Regions from separate parts of the Triticum aestivum genome. Here region 2 is linked to region 1. Evidence: chromatin contacts called from public Hi-C data. All regions are on one chromosome and are shown on one strand. Each heading gives the region's core, a stretch centred on a gene start, on an enhancer-like site or on the middle of the called end of the contact. The rest is flanking DNA. Distances are from core to core; before and after follow the strand shown. Region 1 holds the start of LOC123078451 (beta-galactosidase 2). Region 2 holds the start of LOC123078453.

Evidence for each region. Hi-C and Micro-C count contacts between places; a contact is called where the count stands out from the background.
Region 2: a Hi-C map of leaf shows a contact between it and region 1, with 4 times the contacts expected there. The contact joins the promoter of LOC123078453 here to the promoter of LOC123078451 in region 1. A contact is called at or near these places in 2 of 5 Hi-C or Micro-C datasets (both in leaf).

The regions. Positions count from the first base shown.
Region 1 is chr3D:284,341,971-284,344,658 of IWGSC CS RefSeq v2.1, forward strand. LOC123078451 (beta-galactosidase 2) reads left to right here and starts at 1,323. Exons shown (of 19, transcript XM_044500964.1): 1 at 1,323-2,688.
Region 2 is chr3D:284,516,223-284,518,910 of IWGSC CS RefSeq v2.1, forward strand. LOC123078453 reads left to right here and starts at 1,307. Exons shown (of 2, transcript XM_044500966.1): 1 at 1,307-2,006; 2 at 2,093-2,688. The coding sequence starts at 1,373. The coding sequence ends at 2,106.

The DNA of each region.
Region 1 (2,688 bases), core at 73-2,572:
CGTTCCCCAGGTCCCGCAGCCGTAGTCAGCCGGTCAAAAGCCGACTGCCTACGCGTTATCATGTTTGCTGCCATCACCCTTGTGGGCCCCAGTCCGGCCTCGCACGTCGCACCCATCAGAGGGAGGCGCCAATCCGAAGCAGGGGAACCAGCCCGGCCAACAACTGCGCCATGAGCACGGCCGCCACCACTGCCGCCGGCGGCGCAGCTGCCACCACGTGAGTCGCGGACCCCAAACTGCCATGGCACCCAGCGCGGCCTAGGGCCCGGCCCTCCCATGTCTCCATCCTGCTCAGGGATGCCACTCTGACCACTGTATGACGAACCGTCAAAGAACCACGGCTCACCGGCCTCTCGGAGATCCATCACTGCATCCAAGTGAATGAGCACTTTGTACTGGAGGAACGCCGGCGGTCGCTCCTCCCCGGCTCCGGCACGGCGAGCCAGCGCAGGGTAGGGATGCTCTGCGGGTTCGCCGTCCAAGCAGTGGTCTTGAACGAAGCCAGGTCAGCCCGAGAGAAGGTCTCCGGAGCGACGGCGTCGAGCTTGCACGACGAGCCCAGCAAGTCCTCCACAACTGACCGATCCCAGGCATGGGGAGGGATCCCCTCCAGCTCCAGCCAAACTTTGAACCCAGCCACCGAATGCACCGCCTGCGACCAGTGGTGGAGACAGGCCCCAGGTAGCCCGGGCCGCTGCCTGGGGCGTGAGAGCAGCTCCCTTCATGTATTGTACATAGCACTGTAGATACAGTGCGTCAGTGTACACTGCCTGCCTGGGGCGTGGCCACATCCTGGCGCCGCCACTGCCTGCGACTGCCTATTCCATGGCCTGAAAATGAGCCTGTCACCTTGTAACTCCACCGATGGGCACGCCGAGACTCTGTTCCTGAGCTCCGCCGAGGCAAACACGAACAGAAAGTCCCCCGGGCAATGGCGGTGGACCGAGATGAACTCTAGTGGGATCCCCAGCTTGCCCTCCAACATCTCCCGCACCCGCTCTGACGAGATCATCCTCTTTGCACCACCCACATAAGCCACCATGGAAAACTACCAGGCGTGGCTCCGGACCAGCGAGAGCCACCATGGCAAACTACCTCGTCCCCGGCGCCGGCTCCGGCAGCGCAGCGCAGCGTCCTCTCACCGTGTGGCTAGCTTCGGAATCCCACCGAGTTTCCCATCCTATCTGACCCAGTTCTCACTAATCCTAGATCCTTGCTCCATCTCTCCTCGCAGACAAAAATATCCTCGCTCTCCTTTCAAAGAAAAAAGAAATTCCTCGCTCTACCTCTCTTCTAGCCTTATCACCGACAAGCAAATACTTTACTCCACTAGGCAAATATTCACAAACACTATTCAGTACAGAAAATAGCATTACCAAACACTAAGCCGCATAAATGTTTAGAGAGAGAAAGCCATCATCAAGAAAGAGGAAATGAAAAACACAACGTAAGGCCGGCCCCCGACGGGTCGCTCCTCGGTCGCTCCCGCGGGCGGCCAGGAGCGAAACCTAGCCGCCGCCGCAAGCCACAACCACCGCGCCCCCGCTCCTCGCCGCCGCCGGCAGGAGTCGCCGGGCAAAGCCCGCGGTTCGGCGGCGGCGGGGCCCTTTTTTTTCCTTTCCGCTGGAGATGGTACGGCGCGGGCCGGCCGCTCCTGGAGGGAGCTCGGGCACGTTGGCGCTCGGGATGGCGTTGGCTGGCGCTGGAAGGCTGGGGCAGCGGCCCCAGGTCGCGCGCGGGGTTGGCGTGCGCCTCCCTCGCGGAGGTGGTCCGGCGGCTGCCTGCGAGGCGGAGGATCCGGGGCCCTCGCGCCCGAATCTGGTGAGGAGGCGGGCCGTCGGCAGAGGCGTCGCGGCGGCGTGAGGTCAAGGCAGCGGTGGTGCTGGCCTGCGAGCAGGGTGGAGGCGCGGGCTGGGCGCGGCTGGGCGCGGAGTGCGGTGGGTGCGCCGTGTTGGTCGCCGGTGCAGATCTGGCGGGCGGCAGCCGGTGGTCTTCGCTCGGCGGCCCTGCGGGCAAGCCTGGACGCCACGGATCCGGCCTTGGCAGCGCAAGATGGGTAGTTTTCTCTGCCCCGTTCTGCTGCTCTGAAGTACAGGGGGCCGGAAGGAGACGGCTGCTGGTCGGAGGTCCGTGGCTGGCGGCCCGGGAGGGGCACTGCCGGCTGGTGGTGGTGCCCCGTTGCCGCTTGTTGGAGCTGGGTGGCTCTGCCGCGGTTGGATGCGGGGTGCAGGACCCGATCTGGTCTCTGCAGGCCCGTCGTCGAGGAGGTTTGCGGGTGGCCCTACACAGCAGTGGCGTGCTCGTTGTGTGGGGGGTGCGCGGTCCAATGGAGGTACGGGTCGACCTCGGCCTGCTGCGTGGGAGTGGCTGCACCGGGTGAAAGCCTGGCCGGTGCTGACCGGCCGTCGGCGACGGCGCCTGTGGGCGTCGCTATCCTCCTTGGAGGCGTTGTCGGGAATCTTCACAGCCTCTACTCCCGGATCAAGTCCTTCGGGTGAAAGCCCAGATCCTGCTACAAGGTCGGGCGGTGTCGTCGTCTTCAACGCCGTTCCCCTCTTTAGGGCGCCGTCTTGAAGAATTTGATCCCTTTGGTGCTTCCTATGACTGGACGTGCACGGTGGCTTCTGTGGCAACGACAACGGTGGTGAGCAACGTCGGAGGCGCGGCTTTGGTCGTGGTAGTCGGCTC
Region 2 (2,688 bases), core at 57-2,556, 170 kb after region 1:
ATGTGGTGTAATACCCTACTCCAATGTGTGTGGTGGATTGCCTCATAGGCTAAGGATGAACAAGTACAAGGGAAGAACAGCCTCCTGAGGAGAGGTGTTCTTGGGCTCGATGAGCTTGTGTGGTTGAGGATGATCTGAATGATCCGTCCCCTACTAAGGTGGTGGCTAGTCCTATTTATAGAGGCCCGGGTCCTCTCCCTAAATGTTAGGCGGGAAGGGATCCCACAATGGCCAACTTGAAGGGGGCAGCTAGTACATGTTATCCTGATAAAAGGTGGTCTTCGCCTGCCAAAGGCTCCGGTGGTGACGCCGTCGTGGGCTCCGCGATGACATCCGTCCTGCCGTCCTGCTGGTCTTCGTCTCGTTGCACCGATATGGAAACCTTTGCCTGATGCCTCGGAACTCCTCGCCTGCGCTTGCCCCTTTAGCACCAAAGAGGCAACGGGTACTCTGCGCCCGCTGGCGCCCGCCTGGCCTTGGTCGTCATGGCTCACGTCACGAGAACCTCACGAGGTGCCCCTCGCCTTGATCTCTCCGCCCCTTGCGAGCCAGCCTAGTGAGGCCGCCCCTGAGGAGGTATTGTGTCGTCCGCCTCGCGAGGCTCGGCCCCTCGCGAGGGTCTTGAGTGTTTGCTGGTGAAGACGGGCCGTACCAGGGCGCTGGTGGAGCCACGCCGTGGGCCGCAGGCAAGCAAGTCTGGGGACCCCCGTTCCCTGAGCGCCGACACTATAGACTACTAGGAAGTGGTTGTGGCGTTGTGGAAAGTCACAAATTCATCAAGCGAATCTCAAATTCTTACGAGTTTACCAAGCAGCAGGTGGTGATCGGCAACTGTTGTAGTCAAAACTCTCAAAGCTTGGATAGAGCAATTACCAGGGAGAGTCAAACGCACGACGTAGATGTATGTGAAGCTGGGAAGGCTTATAATATGGTAGCAAAAAGGGTCGGCAATAATTAATTTAGAGGTACAAAGTTGAATAAATGCTTAACGACGGTACTGTGCTGGTCCTAGGCTAGACCGTGCCAGAGACGCGAGCCTAGAATACTAACAAAATCACGACGCTACACGTAAACAGGGAGGAGCACATTCTGAATCTCTTTTTTTCACTTTTTTTGTATTTTTTCCTTTTTTTTTTGCTCCGCAACATTTTTTTCAAAAAAGACTACAATTTTTTTCCTGATAATAATAAAGAAGCTATTGCTTCTGCCCACCTGCTCACCGTCGCGCCTGTTTTGCAATTTTTTTTAATTTAACCCGCGGTCCCCTTTTTAAGTGGATCTGGAAAACGTTTCGATCTTACAAAAAGGACCTTGGATTAGGGAGTATTCAACCCGCAATCCTTACGTTTCGTTTTTTGTGCAGGCGGCGGCCATGACAGGGAGGGGCGGCGACGCTGCGCTCAGGCAGCGCATCAGGCGGCGGCAGGGAGGCGGGAGGTGCGCGACGGAGACGAAGGAGGAGAAAATAGAGAGGCGTGGAGGAGAGGCGCGCGAGCGGGAAGGGCTGGCGAGTCGACCACGACGCGGACGAGACCAGCGGCGGCCTTGCAGCGGCTTGCGGTGGTGCAGTCGGCGAGGACCTGCCGATTCTCGCCGGATCCGGTGGAAAATGGCGCATAGGAGGCGGATCTGGAAGGAAGTCAGCCAGAGCTCAGAGCACGATGGCTGCGGGCGCGGCATGGCTTCGGGTACTGCTGCTGCTCGGCGGTGGGAGAGAAAAGGGAAGACGGGAGGAAGGAGATGGGAGGCCGGAGGGAGAGAAGGGAGCGGTGAGGTAGGGTGGTGGTGCTTGCGGGCGGGATGTCCCTCGACGCCGGCACCGTGGCCATACCATCTGAAGATGTGGGGAGTCCCTGGAGTCCTGGACACTGCCTTTGAGGAGCACGGCGACTGCCAGTGCCTGGAGGCCAAGCCATTCGGTGTGACCGTCATGCCCGTACTTTCCTGCCACTTCCGGTCTTCCCAACTCGACGGCAAGTACCAAGCAGCAGCTCAGCCAAACCCCGGTACTCTTTCTGAATTTTATTTGTACCTGCAGCACGTACCGGTTATGTCTGATGCTGAATTTTGGACACTGAAATACACTGAACAGACAACAAGTGCTGAACCGGTTCACAGACTAGCCTGATTGATTCAATCCCCACGTGCTTGTGTCAATGCCTGCAAGGGAGCAAGCGTACTGGAGTTATGGTTGGATGGAGAGTAATTTGCTACAAAGCTTTACTATTTATGGTTATTTCCTAAATCTGTGATTTAATATATAATGCATTCTGTAGAAACCAAAATAATGTTCGTAGAGATCCGTTTTTACCATATTTCTGCCATTCATTTCTGATTTGAGAAAATTGCTCAGAATTAGGTAATATCATTTATGCTTGTGTTATCTCTATCATTTTATGGTTTAGCACCAGTCGCACACTGTGGTTACCGTGTGTGGCTTGAATCAAATAGCATGTGATTGAGCAAATGAACGAAACATAGGTGAAACATTTATTTTTTTAGTAGAGATGGGTGCTACGTACATTCCATCAAGTGTTCCCTTTAATTTTTCATAGTTTACATTGAGACACAATAATTGCTTAAAGCATGTTTTTGACTGCAGTGTTGCTCGCTAGCATCTCCACCATGCATCTTGTCACTGACAGAAACCCCATCTTGTCACTGATAGAACCCCAGGATCTTCCACCT